Regions from separate parts of the Mus musculus genome. Here regions 1, 3 and 4 are each linked to region 2. A link is a contact called in public Hi-C and HiChIP or PLAC-seq data. All regions are on one chromosome and are shown on one strand. Each heading gives the region's core, a stretch centred on a gene start, on an enhancer-like site or on the middle of the called end of the contact. The rest is flanking DNA. Distances are from core to core; before and after follow the strand shown.

Evidence for each region. Hi-C and Micro-C count contacts between places; a contact is called where the count stands out from the background. HiChIP or PLAC-seq counts read pairs in DNA pulled down with a chosen protein or histone mark.
Region 1: a contact with region 2 is called in an H3K4me3 HiChIP or PLAC-seq map of forebrain, with 6 times the contacts expected there. The contact joins the enhancer-like site here to the promoter of Tanc2 in region 2. A contact is called at or near these places in 16 of 39 promoter capture datasets (the 3T3-L1 cell line, the C10 cell line, the SN4741 cell line and 10 more), 9 of 484 Hi-C or Micro-C datasets (bone marrow-derived macrophages, cerebral cortex, embryonic fibroblasts and 5 more), 19 of 115 datasets of contacts at active chromatin or transcription factors (CD8 T cells, VIP interneurons, bone marrow-derived macrophages and 14 more) and 4 of 9 other capture datasets (adipose tissue, liver, macrophages and 1 more).
Region 3: a Hi-C map of cortical neurons shows a contact between it and region 2, with 2.7 times the contacts expected there. The contact joins the enhancer-like site here to the promoter of Tanc2 in region 2. A contact is called at or near these places in 10 of 39 promoter capture datasets (the 3T3-L1 cell line, 3T3-L1-derived adipocytes, cranial neural crest and 6 more), 2 of 484 Hi-C or Micro-C datasets (cerebral cortex and cortical neurons) and 3 of 115 datasets of contacts at active chromatin or transcription factors (embryonic forebrain, neural progenitor cells and neural tube).
Region 4: a contact with region 2 is called in an H3K4me3 HiChIP or PLAC-seq map of neural tube, with 3 times the contacts expected there. The contact joins the enhancer-like site here to the promoter of Tanc2 in region 2. A contact is called at or near these places in 7 of 39 promoter capture datasets (the 3T3-L1 cell line, 3T3-L1-derived adipocytes, frontonasal cranial neural crest and 4 more), 3 of 484 Hi-C or Micro-C datasets (the C2C12 cell line, the HL-1 cell line and myocytes) and 1 of 115 datasets of contacts at active chromatin or transcription factors (neural tube).

What each region holds. Positions count from the first base shown.
Region 1 is chr11:105,387,537-105,390,579 of GRCm38.p6, reverse strand. Marchf10 (membrane associated ring-CH-type finger 10) reads left to right here. Exons shown (of 12, transcript NM_172568.2): 7 at 1-996. Among named protein-coding and RNA genes, the nearest start is that of Gm39417, 61 kb to the left of the region's middle. Within about 2 kb of position 1,734, at least 17 of the 459 cell types and tissues checked have an H3K27ac peak or open chromatin away from gene starts, as enhancers often do. A contact at or near this core is called in embryonic limb bud and forebrain, where this site is marked.
Region 2 is chr11:105,588,573-105,591,940 of GRCm38.p6, reverse strand. It overlaps Tanc2 (tetratricopeptide repeat, ankyrin repeat and coiled-coil containing 2), which reads right to left and starts at 1,955. Exons shown (of 26, transcript NM_181071.3): 1 at 1,692-1,955.
Region 3 is chr11:105,826,473-105,829,738 of GRCm38.p6, reverse strand. The region is part of intron 8 of Tanc2 (tetratricopeptide repeat, ankyrin repeat and coiled-coil containing 2); the gene reads right to left. Among named protein-coding and RNA genes, the nearest start is that of Cyb561, 120 kb to the left of the region's middle. Within about 2 kb of position 1,443, at least 6 of the 459 cell types and tissues checked have an H3K27ac peak or open chromatin away from gene starts, as enhancers often do. A contact at or near this core is called in cortical neurons, where this site is marked.
Region 4 is chr11:105,757,862-105,760,976 of GRCm38.p6, reverse strand. The region is part of intron 4 of Tanc2 (tetratricopeptide repeat, ankyrin repeat and coiled-coil containing 2); the gene reads right to left. Among named protein-coding and RNA genes, the nearest start is that of Tanc2, 170 kb to the right of the region's middle. Within about 2 kb of position 1,381, at least 39 of the 459 cell types and tissues checked have an H3K27ac peak or open chromatin away from gene starts, as enhancers often do. A contact at or near this core is called in neural tube and second pharyngeal arch cranial neural crest, where this site is marked.

The sequences.
Region 1 (3,043 bases), core at 485-2,984, 200 kb after region 2:
AGAGGAGACTCACATGGAGGAAGAGCTCCTGCTGTCTGGGATGCGCTCTCCTCCCAGCTATAAAAGGAGCCGGTTTCTCGGGACATCAACTGCTCAAAATAGAAATGTGGAGGAAAATGCTGAAAATCTCAGAGGAAATTCTCTAAGATGGAGTGAGCCCAGCCCTGGATCTCCAAGAAAAACCAGTACCACAGAGCCAGCAACAAAGCAGCCTTCTCCTGGGCAAAGGATGCTCCAAGATACCAGGTTACCCAGTGAGTTGGCTAAAGAGAACCCCAGTGGAGACCAAGATGAGAAGACCCCTGTTCTAGGGGATGCGAAATCTGATGGTGTTATCCAGGTCAGTGCTGACGATGTGTCCAGCGGTGGTACTGTGGAAGACAGGTCTGCTGTTCAAAATCACGAGAGAGACTGGCAACATTACTATAGTGGTTCTAGGACCTCATTTGACTGCTTACTTTCTGGGAGGCCCACAGCTCCAAGATCATCCATGAATCCACCTTACAGTGCTCATGGGTCACTGCTCCATTCTGCTCTGATAGACGACATCCCGGCAAACTTGTCCATGTCATCTATCCTAGTCCCAAGTTCAGACTTGGAGGAAAACCTAAGGTTTAATGTACGCCGGCCACTCTCACCCATCAGAAATAGAAATCCATTGGCCGCTGCTGAAGGCCGCAGTGATGAAGCCCAGGGTACACAGGAGATGGCTTCAACGAGTCACATTCAGGAGCCTCCATTACTGGCAGATCTACCAAATCCACAAAGCAGTGTGGCCTTAGGGGACTCTCCCAGCTCTCCTACAAGACGACATTTACAAGGCCATTTCTACATGCCTGGGTCCCTGCAGGAAAATATACCTTTTACTTTCTTTGCAGTATCTGATTTTGCAAATCAAAATGATAACGGAACCACCGTTAGAGTCTCTGGTGTCATGGATGAAAAGGCCACAGAAATAAAGGCAGATCCTGAGAAGCTCAGGAAATTGCAAGAAAGGTAGGGATTTGTTGTAACTATACACTGCCCCCTATTCCACCTCCACCCCCACCCCGTGCTGAGATAACCATTGCCTTTATTAGAGAAGTGTGGGAACTTTAAATCACAGTCATGTTCTTCCCTGACATGTTAATGAGACTGATTATTTTAGGAAAAATCATCCCTAATTCGTTACCCTTAAAAGATGTGTATATACAAAGAAGAATTTGGCAGTCCCACTCAGCTTCATCCATATATTTGCCAAAGTATCTTTTTCCTTGAAAACTTCAGAAAGGCAAGGGCCAGCCACATGGCTCAGTGGGTAAGGGTGCCAGTCTTAGGAGATGAGTTCCATCCTCAAGAACCATACAGTGGGAGAGAATGGACTCTCCTCAAGTGCCCTCTGACCGCCACACTTACACTAGCAAACAGAGGGGCAGGCATGGGGGGAAAGAATATTTTTACATACATACATACATACATACATACATACATACACACACACACACACACACACACACACATACATACATAAAAGGCAAATTTCCAGGAACACAAGGATGCCTGGTAGCACAGGGCTCTCCCCTCTCCTCAGCAATTAACTGGGAATTTATTTTATTTTATTTTCTGAAAAGGTTGCTAACTCCCCAGAGAAGGAACCATTCAGCTCTTGAAGTTCACAGCTCTCTCTCCTGAGACTTCCTGCAAATCCAACCAACAGTTCTAGAATTTAAACCTTCCAAACAGTTACCATAGTTACCCCAGTTCTCTGAAGGGCGGGGCTGGAGTAACCAACTGCCTCCATGCTAAGTGTGTGCTCTCTCTCCCTCTCGCTCATGCATGAGAAAAACACCATCCTTTTTTAAGTTGCCCTTTTCTTTGATCTTTCCTTCCTCCTGAGGTGAGTTAGGGATATTTCACAGCCATGAAACTGGATACTTTTTAAAGCCTTCATTAAACTCTGTCAGCCTTCTACCATCTCTTTTATGATAGGGTGTTTACTGTGCCCAAATCTTGGCTTAAGGATCTGGAAATTGATTCTTGGAGCATGAGCCTTCTTTGTACATGTCAGTACGGCTCCTCCGGGCCATTAATCACCCTATTGATGTCCATTTGCAAGCAGAAAAATTTCACCACAATGAATTGAAAATGGAAAAAGAAGAGAGAAATAAAACAGATTGCATATACAATCCCCTTCAGAAAGAAGAGCTTGCTTCTCTTTATGTGTGTGTGTAGCTGCACACATGCGTGTGCATTTGTGCCTCTGTATGTATATGTGCATAGCTGTGTGTGTGTGCATGACCATGCAGAGGCCTGAACTTGACATCAGGTGAATTCTTCAGTCACTCTCCACTTTGTTTCTTGAAGTGGGTTCTCTCATTGAACCACAGCCCTCCAATTTCGGCTAGTCTAGCTAGCCACAGCTCCTCCCTCCCCGTCCCCCCCACCCCACCCCCGACTCAAGTTCTGGGGTCACAGGTGGCTCCACACCTACCCTGCTAAGAGCTTTCTAGTTCTTTGTGTCTTTTCTTTTCATGGTTAAACAAGCTACAAGAAGACCATCCATGGCTAAGACCAAGAGAACTTATATAAACCCATCACCACCAACCCCCAAATGTAGCTTCAGACGTACTGATCAGATGTCTAGACTCCAACCATCCCAAAGTGATGTCTTTAGGCTCAAAATCATTTCTTGTAAAATGCAAGTGCTTCTTGACCTGGGCCTCTGCATTAAGCATCTATCATTCGCTGAGTATTTGTTTTACTGTGTGTTCCATCTCTCTGTATATAATAAAGCCTAATGTCATTTCAAAAATGTCCATTTTAGGAAATGTTTGTAAATAAAGTTTTATTTATTTTTGACATAGCATAGCCAGAAACCCTGACTGACCTGGAACTCACTCTGCAGATCTGGCTGATCTCAAAGTCATAGAGGCCTCTGCCTCCCAAATGTTGGGCCTTGTGTGGATTTTCCCCCTTGTGAAGTAGTTGTCCTGAGATTGTCCCTGCTGGTCTACACAGCCACCGACATCATGCATCCTGTGCTCTGCAGATGCGGGCCAACCCC
Region 2 (3,368 bases), core at 706-3,205:
AAAATCCAATTTCGTTTTTGAAGGAAATGATCCCTCAATGAATGAATCTGGAACCAGGGCGAAGCCAATCACTATGAATTTTCAGATTATCTGGCAAATTACTATAATAAGAACAACATTCACGCAGGTAATTCAATTTATAAGAATTCCAACATAACACACCAAGATATCATCAATAATTAAATACACCCTGGTGAACACATCAAATATTTCTGCTTTTGTTTCAGTTACACAGATACTCAATGTATACACACGTTATTTTTAATGGCTCATCTAGCTGTCTTTTGTTACTTTTGAAATTACAGTATGTTCTGACAATCCTCTCAAAACACAGATGTTCTTAGATGGAAGTCACAACGTTTTGTAGCATGTGGACACACACACACACTTAAGAGAGAAAGATGGGGTTGAAAGGAGGAGGAAGAGAGGTAAGGAACAGTTGTTTCATTTGTTTCTGGTTTTCCCTCACATCCCGAAGACAATTTACCTGGTAAATGCTACAAGGAACACTAACTACATTGACAGTATCCATGTTGCTGCATTTTATGCCAATTTACTGTATAGCGTTTTTATCTTATCTCACCATCCCATCTCAAGAGCTAAAACATACCAGAATATTCCACTATTGCCAGGCTCTGTAATTAGCCACTGCCATAGCTTTTGGCTCCAACCCTTCAAAATGCCTGAAAATTTATCCCTTTTGTTCACCATATTGTTCTGTTTTCCTTGTTCCACTTATTTTCACCTGTAAAAAAGCCAAGGCAGGGACACATGAAAAATCGTTCCCTTTGCCTAACGATCCTGAACACACAATTACAGTCAGGGTGCTTGGCTTGTTTGTCTTTTTTTGTTGTTTGTGTTTTTCTTTTTTTTCTTTTTTCCTTGAGAGGAGCAGAGGAGAGAGTGAAAGACATCCAATCTTTTCCTAATGCTAATGACCATTGTTTATGTTTTCTGGGAAACATTTTAAACATTCCACACCTGGAATAGAGAGACAGGCTACAATTGCATGGATGCTCTACATGTTGATGACAAAATCTGAAATCATTTTAGCCCCATTTTTTTCCTTTCCCATCTCACAATCAGACAATCTTTTTTTTTTTTTTTTTTTTTTGCTTTCACGTGGGTACTTTCCCCATGTCAAAAATCGCAGCTCCTCTCGATCTCCTACGACAGAATATGTAGCAAAAGCCCCATTAGTCTTTTATTATAGTACACCTCCTTCCCCAAAGGAATTATTCATGTTCCTAATAACACTTCTACCATGCATTTCTACGCCACAGAGGCCAGCCCATCCTGTGCCTTTACCTGGCACATTTCACAACTACTTTTATGCTGCATTCAGGGACACATTTTGCAACTCGTTCTGCACCACATTCCTTGCCACGTTTAGCAATCTGCCTCGCATCTCATCCCGGTCCCCGTCATCCAAAGACCCTCCAGGTACCAAATACCAAGACCAACCTCGGTGACAACCAAGTGGTAGACCCCGGAGCCCTCCGAAGCCGCCCTCGGTCCCACATTCATTCGGAGGCAGCCTGCCTTCCCCACGCCTTCGACACCGGAGGCACTTCACTGTCCGTTTCCCAGTCTCCCTGCTCGCCCCAGCCCCCGCAGCTGAGGCGTCGCAAGCGAACGCCCCTGTCACCTCACCCTCACCGACCCTTCTTCCCTGCTCGCCCAGCCCTTACCTGCCGTTCTAAGGGGCGCGGCGCACCTCGGGGTCAAGCCCGCGTGCCAGTGGTCTCCGGTGAGGACCGCGCCGCCCGCGGACGCCCCACGGAGGATCCGCACCTCAGTCGGGCTCGGCGGGGCCTCGCGGCCGGCGAGCGCTGGCAGCCCGCTGCGGTCCTCCTGTCAGCGGCGGCGCGGGGGGGACAGGCTCGCCCCTCAGCACCGCGGCGGCGGCGGGCGCCTCGCTCCGCCTCGCGCGCGGCACAGCCGGGAGGTGAGCGCGAGGGGGATGGGAACGGGGGCGGGGCCGCCCGAGGAGGCGCGCGGGGCGGCGGAGGGAGCGCGGCGCCTGCCGCCTGGGGCCCCGCGCTAGCGGCGCTCGCAGCTGGCCGCGCTGGGCGGGCGGGCGGCTGGCGCGAGGCGGCTGTGGCCAGCGGGCCCCGCCGGAGCAGCGCGCGCCCAGCAACCCGCGCCCGGCAGGCCGCTCTCTAGCGCCGCCGCCGCGCCGGGGGCGTCGCACCCTCGGAGGCCGCCCGCAGCCCCGCCCCCTCCGGGCCGGGTTGGGGAGGAGCGCGAGCGCGGAGGGAGAGCGCGTGCGTGGGGGCGCGTGCGTGGTGGAGCGCGCGCGCCCCCGCCCCCCGCCCCTCCACGGCCTGGGGGCGGGGAGGCGTTGCGAGAGCTGGTGGTGGTGAACCCCGGCTCCGCGCTGACAGAGGGGGCCCTGGCGCTGCAGGACGTGTAGGCATTTCTGGTTTCCTCAGGGGGCTTGGACTGGTGGGGTCGAAGGCATTTGGTAAGGAAGAGGAGAGGAAGCTCAATAGCTGACAAGGCCCTAAAGAGTTTGGCTCCGCCCCCCGAGATGATGTCACTCTCGAGGTGGCTGCTGCTGTCACGTGCGCCCACTTCTGGGGGCCTTTCCTCCTGCTTTGATAGCCCGAACGTTCCTCTAGACTGCCCCCGGCTCTGGTCACCACAGGCACACGTGTCACTCAAAGTCATCGACGCCAACAAGTGTCAGTTATTCCTCTCCTGCGTCTCAGTGGTAATGTGTAGACTGCTTTCAAGATGCCACCGTTGCCTTTCGAACAGGGATGGGAGGAAAAACAACAATGGCTTGGGGGCGGGGGGGGGGCGAGGGAAAATAGAGAGGAAGAAAGAAAACTGTCATCTGGAACAATTGATGACAGTTCTCTAACCTTAGCTTGCTAGACTTCAGTAAAGTTGACACGCTGCCTCTGTCATTACCAGCTTCAATAAGAACTATAGTGATTTCAAGGCACCCGGCTAAGCATAGAAAGTCATCACATTAAGACCCCATTGGAGGCTATTCAGTCATGTTTCTCCCCAAACTCTCTGCCTAGATGGTCTTCAGCTTGCTTCAAACCACGAAAACAGCCCTTCAACTTTGCAGGATTCTTGGAATAAAAATTTTTTCCCAAGTGCGTGCTACAAGATGATACAAAGCAATCATCGTTGCATATTTTGCTTGGGTGAACTTCCATCCCATTAACTGAGATGACTTTTTCGTCATCTGCTTCTTAATGAAATGCCATGATTGGAAATAGATTCACAAATTGCATCAATCAAGGGTGTTGTTTCAGTGCCGTTTAGAAGGTGGAGAAATTGATTGATTGGTTGCTTATTTTGATAACAGTCTATCTGAATCTACCCCAACCCCATAGCACTTATGTAAT
Region 3 (3,266 bases), core at 194-2,693, 240 kb before region 2:
CCGGCATCCAAGAGCATCCCACTGTGCTTTGCTCTCTCTCAATCAGTTTTGCAAAGACTTTATTTCCGTGTCACCATCCAGTCTCTCTGTTCTACTCTCCTAGTAGTCAACTGGCAGTCTTAAAGATTCATCAAATGTTGAAGCTAAGTATCATTTTTATTCATCAGTCTCCTGGTTAAGTTTTGCCTAAATTCTAGAGAGGTGAGCAGTTGAACAGTTTATTTTGAAGGCTTTGGTTCTTGGAGTTCTTTTCATCATTTTATGTGATGTCACTTGTATCAGTGGCTAACAACTCAGAGGGGATCTTGGGTACTTCAGTACCTTTTCTAGAGGACAGGAGTGGGAAGCCAAGAGGGGAAGGAGCTTGGTAGGAAGAGGGAGAGAGAAAGAGTGAACTGGCTATGTCAGAATTCCAGAGAGGAAGGAGAAAATACAAAGATCAAAACCTAGTTGGCATGACCCATTGATACATGCCTTAGGGAAGTAAAAAGGAAGTGAGGTCAACTCTTGCTCAGGCCTGCTTCAGGGTGAGCTCTTCTGATCAGAAGGGAAATCGTGAACTTTTCTTGAAAAACAAATTCTTATAATATTTTTATAGCTGTGTCTCTCTCTTTAGGACTAGAGACTTAAGTCCACATAACTGGTTTTAAAATTTGAATAAAAATCCAATTCTGACTGCTAGGTCCAGGCCTTTTCTATGATACTGCATCTTCTGTACAGGATGTGAGCACTGCAGGGGATGAACTAGGTTTATCATTGTTTGCTTCCTAGCTTGTCTCTGTCCTTGCCTTTAAGAATTATGTTTGGGGGCTGTGGAGATGGCTCTATTGGGAAAGTGTGTGCTGTCCAGGCACGGACCAGCGTTCAGACCCTCAGTGCTCACGAGAGGGCCTGGTGTGGCTACGCTGCCTGTGGGAGGAAGAACACAAGTCTGGCCAGAGACTGCATTTCCAGTGAGAATAGTTACTGAGAGGCTAAACTCCTTTTTAAACTGAATTATCTCTTTGGGTCTAAGATTACTCTAGATTTTGTTTCAAAGGAGGCTTTCCTGAATTTGATTAAAGCTAATTTATAATATGGAATATGGAGTAAGCAGTGATTCAACGTATTTCCATTTTAGAGAATAATTCTATTAAGATAGCTTCTGGCACTGGGCAGATGGCACATCCATGTAATCTCAGAATTTGGGAGGCAGAGGCAGGAGGATCAGTTCATGTTTGAGGTCAGCCTAGGCTACAGAGAGTTCTAGGTCAGCACTGGATACAGAGCCAAACAAAGACAAGGCCTCTCGTGGACACAATGTTGCATGGCACCTTATCCTACTGAGAAGGCTTTGACATTTTAAAAAGTTATTTTAAACTTTTTCTAAAAATGTAATCTATTCACAAAAGTCTCAAGAGAAGAACACAGACAAAATTAGAGCAGTGCCATATGGTAAAACAACTGCAGGCACCAAGAAGAGCCAAGAAACAGTTTCTGTATCTCAGTACCTAGGACTTTTGTCAGACTGACGTTAAAAGAAAGCCTTATTTTTAATGTACCCAATCATAAATTTAGGATAGGACTGTGGGGGCAGGGAAATAATATTCTCTGTCAGATCATTCGTAAATGACTGTTTATTTTGGATATCAGCTAGTTTCAAAGAGCTTTCCCATGGTAGAAACCACCAAAATATTCCATTGAGAAGTTACTACTGCAACTTCTCCTGAAGGAGAAGGTGACTTAGTCCTATTCAGTGGCAGTGTATGGGTACCAGGCAGCGCTCCCAGGGAAGTAAGAAGACCACCACACCCACCCTTTTAAAAATATTCTAGTAAACTATACTAACCATAATTTGCGTGGAAATGCTCATAGAAAGACAGGGTAAGAATGATGTGGATACATGAGAAGACACATGAAAAAAATCAAGAAGCACTTATTATTTTTTCCAACTCTTTGTATATCTGAAAAAATTTTAAACAAAATAATATACAGAGAAAACATTCTAACACAGGATTCAAGTAAGATGAGTTTTGGAAAGAAACTTTTTCAAGAGATATGAGAACCACTCTCTTGAGCTTGTGGGAAAGCTCAGTGGATAAGGTACTTGCCACCAAGGCTGGTCAGAATTCAATACCCAGGACCCTCCTGGCAGAAGTAGAAAACTGACTCCCACAAGTTGTGCTGACATTTATAGGCACGTGCTAGGGTACATGCACAAACCTATATGCACACACAGACATACAGAAAACCAATCAATAAATATAACCTTCCTGCATACCACTTCAGACTCATTCAGTGTGTGCATCTTTTCAATGTAAATTATGCTTGTGGTAACACATGAACTATTTCTAGGGTTATTCTCTTATAAGCTCATCACTAGTTACAATTATATATTTAGGTTATAGAAAAAAAATCTCGTTTTTTTAAAGGCAAGGATAAACCTTAAAAAAAAAACCCAAAAAACAAAGGAAAATCAAATAAGCCCAAGATTTATTAAAGTTAACAAACCTGCTCATTCAAATGTAAATAGAAACAGCTAAAGGGGAGAGGAGGCAGAATGGAAAGTTGGGACATGAATGCTCTAAATGGTTTTTGACTGAAGCATACTTATTCATGGAAAATACCATGAGTCAGTTGAAACAAAGTCACTTATGGCCTGGCAGAAGAAAGGATGTACATCATGTAGACAGGGTCTGGTACAAATAAAATGACAACTGGGCTAGCTTGTATCCTTCCAGAAGGAACACAAAATCTAGCTTGGAAGTACCTCTGTTCCTCAGAGTAAAAGATAATTTCTGGTTCATCCTTAGAATTCTTTCTATGCATATAATTCTTTACACAAAGCAAGAGAGAAAACATCTATGTTTCAAACAAAACTTGAAAATATTACTAACGCACACATACCCAGAAGGCTTATTTGCTTAGACAGAGTCTTTCTAGATAGTTCAGGCATGACATGGATCTTGCAATCCTCCTTCACCAGCCTCCCAAGGACAGGAATTGTGGGGCTGAGTATGCCAACATGCAGTTTAGTTATTTTTCTTGAAAAAACAGTTCTTAAAACTTTATTATATGATGATGATGATGATGAGTGTGTGTGCACGCACATGCGCCCACAGACTCGTGTGCAGCATATGCTTGTGGGTGTGTATATTCAATGGCACACGGGTTCTGGTTTATTTATTCTTAAGAAATATTTAGGGCTTGGGGAGAGATGGCTCAGCAGGTAATGACAGTTGTCACCAAATCTGGTGATTTGAATTTGATCTCTAGGACCATTGTGG
Region 4 (3,115 bases), core at 132-2,631, 170 kb before region 2:
TCTGAGGCTGCCTCTGAAACCTTCTAATCAATGGAGTGGGACGACAAAGCATTGGACTCTGGGGCAGCCTTCTGTTTGTTTAATATGTACTGTACTCTTTAATTCATTTTGTTTATTGCTTATTTTTGATACTACCTAGAGATAATACTATCTTCAATTCCAGGTTACACACTTATCTTAATAGAAACTTATTTTAGGAAATCTAAAAACATTACTATAAAAGAACAAAATCAGTACAACGTGCCTATGCTATAAACCTGCTTCAGATTATAAAGTGAAGCCTAGGAAGCACAGTAGGAAACATTCTGGCACTGCGTTTTCATTCTTCCTGGTGTTCTAAAAACCTTAGCTCAAGTTTGGTTATACTAACAAAGAATCCATACTTGTGGAAAATATGCATAAACAATCACATTACTAAGACTGCCCAGAGCGATTTAGCACAGACATTCCCAAGTCACAACTACTTTGCTTCATAACCAGAACAACAGCTACATTCGATCAGTGATATAATTAATATGGTGTTAAAGAGATTAGGCTCCTGACAGTCATTCTGACTTGTGAATCTAGAGAAGGAAAAGCCTCATTTGGGCTGGAAGCACAGTTCAGTGTAGCAGGGTTTGCTTAACTTCTATGCATCCCTCTGTTAGAGCCCAGATTTAAAGGAGTAGAGCAAAAAGAAGGAGGAAGGAGGGTAAAAAGAAGATAAGGAAAGGGGAAGAAAAGAGAGGTACTAGGTGGTAAGAGGAGGCACTTAGGGGAAAAAAAGTAAAAGATTCAGCATTTATTTTATAACACTAATTTACAAATGAATGCAAAGTACAATATTGCATTTGCTGTGACAGGATGAAGAACTTATGCAATGCTACCAGAAGAGCTTTTGTTGCTTTGGGAAAAAGAGAAGCCCATATTTAATATATACTACTACTGAAAGATAAGTCTGAGAATAAAACCCTCAAGATCTTTTAATACTCAAAATGGATTCGTAAGGTCAATTATATCTTATTTATCAGGATGTGGCTCAAGTTTTCCTGTACTGTTTTGTAAGTGTGTCCTATCTGGCTGCAGAGATAAAACCCTGACATTTCAGATCTGAAAAATGATAAATTTTCAGAAGTAGGAATTTAGAAGTAGGAATCACTCTGTCCTGTTCACTCCAAGTAAAATATATAGTATTGTTATTTTTCCACAGTGGTTTAATATCATTTTTAATGAGCAAGAATAAACAAAAGACCTAAAACCAAGTATCTCAAGGTTCTTTGCTACCGTTCTGAACTGTACTTTCAACTGGAGCTACGAATGTTTCTGACACAGTTCTATGGACTCACTCTAGAGAAGAGTGTAAAGGATGCTGCCAGGCAACTCACTGAAGTCTGAAAGAATCTGAGCACTAATAATGAGCCTGTCTGTTTGGCTCCCACACAAGAAGGATTTAGTGAAGTCCACATGTGTTTACAGGCCATTCACAAGAAGAGGGTATCTGTAAAAGTGAGTGTTCAAGAGGAATCAAGCTCAGTATCTAATTCAACTTTAATATTTCTAATATCTAAAGCATTTTCTGCAACTATCCAGAATTCCAACAACAATTAGGCACAAGTCATAATCAAAAGGTCCAGTACTGAATGAACATTCTTACACATATCTTTGATGCTCCTGTCCACACAGGGCCACTATCACATGTCTTTAATTACTTCAAATCACAAAAATAATCCTGAAAACCTCATCTGCCAAAATTACTTTGAAATTTATCTTTGAAACTGTTTGCAATACTCTCATCAGTAGATAAAACAACATGTACTTTATAAAACCTATGCTCTTTTAGGAGAATAAGTATTAAGATGCAAGAATTAACGTGTTTTTATGAGTACTATACATGCAAGGCTGCTCTGCCGGGTGGGCCTGCTGCAATCCTCCCCTTTTCAAAGCAGACGCTGCATGCATGCTTACCAGGGCAGTATGCATCCACGTCCAGTTTCTGAGCTGAAGTGAGGGTTGGGGAGCCAAGCTCGGACTCTGGAATTCGTGGGCTCTCAACAAACTTTGCCTTCCTCAGAGGGGCTAAGGACAAAAAGAAAGAGAGAAAGAAGGAAAAGGAGAGGAAAGCAGAAGAGGGGTGAGAAAAAGGAAAAAGGAACAGAGGGAAAGAGAAGGGGAAAGGGAAAGAGAGAAACACAGAGGGGTCATGAGTAAGGGGAACAGCAGGCAACAGATGGAAGCACTTACATGAACGACACACTCTGTCAGACTCAGATCAGGTTACCCTATTTTTTGTGCCAGAAAAAAAAATTAACTGCATTCCTCATACAGGAGATGGGTCTTGTTTAAAAGTCATTGAAAATGGGAAAAGCTAAAATCTATTATCCAAAACTTTGAGCATAAATTGTAATTGTCTACCACCTCTGGTTACTTCCTCTCTTTATTAAGAAAGGACTTTCTTGTCTTGGCTTTCTGTGCCTTCAAATACAAGTACTAACTAAGAAAAGTACTGAAAGAAGTTTTAAGGTTTAATTACAACAGCTGTAATGAAGTTTCCTTTATCCAGAAAAAAATTACTCATATTAAGTACTGAAAGTGTGATTAAATATTGATGTAGTTTAATAAGGAAATCAATCATTTTGCTGTTCAGCCATTAGAGTAAGAAGTCAACAATGCTAGGATACTAAAATACAAAGTAGGCCATGACAAGTTAACACAAATGCTGAAAAGATATGTCTTAGTTACAAACTTAATCATGAAACCTAGACAATAGTAACACTCCATATCATAAAATTATTCAATATTAGTATATTCATAAACTTGATATTTGTACTTAATAAAGGTCATATTCAAAGTAGGTATCTTAGTATATAACTCGTACTCTCCCTGAAAATCCTAACTGCTTAGGTTTTAGGCTGTGCACCCCTCTGCCACACTGCGCAGATAAATGAGCTGTGTGGGGTTAAGGTGCGTTATTGACTTACATTCAAATATTCCGTTAAGCATCTTTCAAAAAAATCCTAGTTAAATATCTTAAAAGTTAAATTAGATTGATTACTTTGACATTTTTCAAACTGAATTATAATAAACTCTAGTTCTCATGACTGCAGAATAAACTCTTTTCATTGCTGAGCCATCTCTT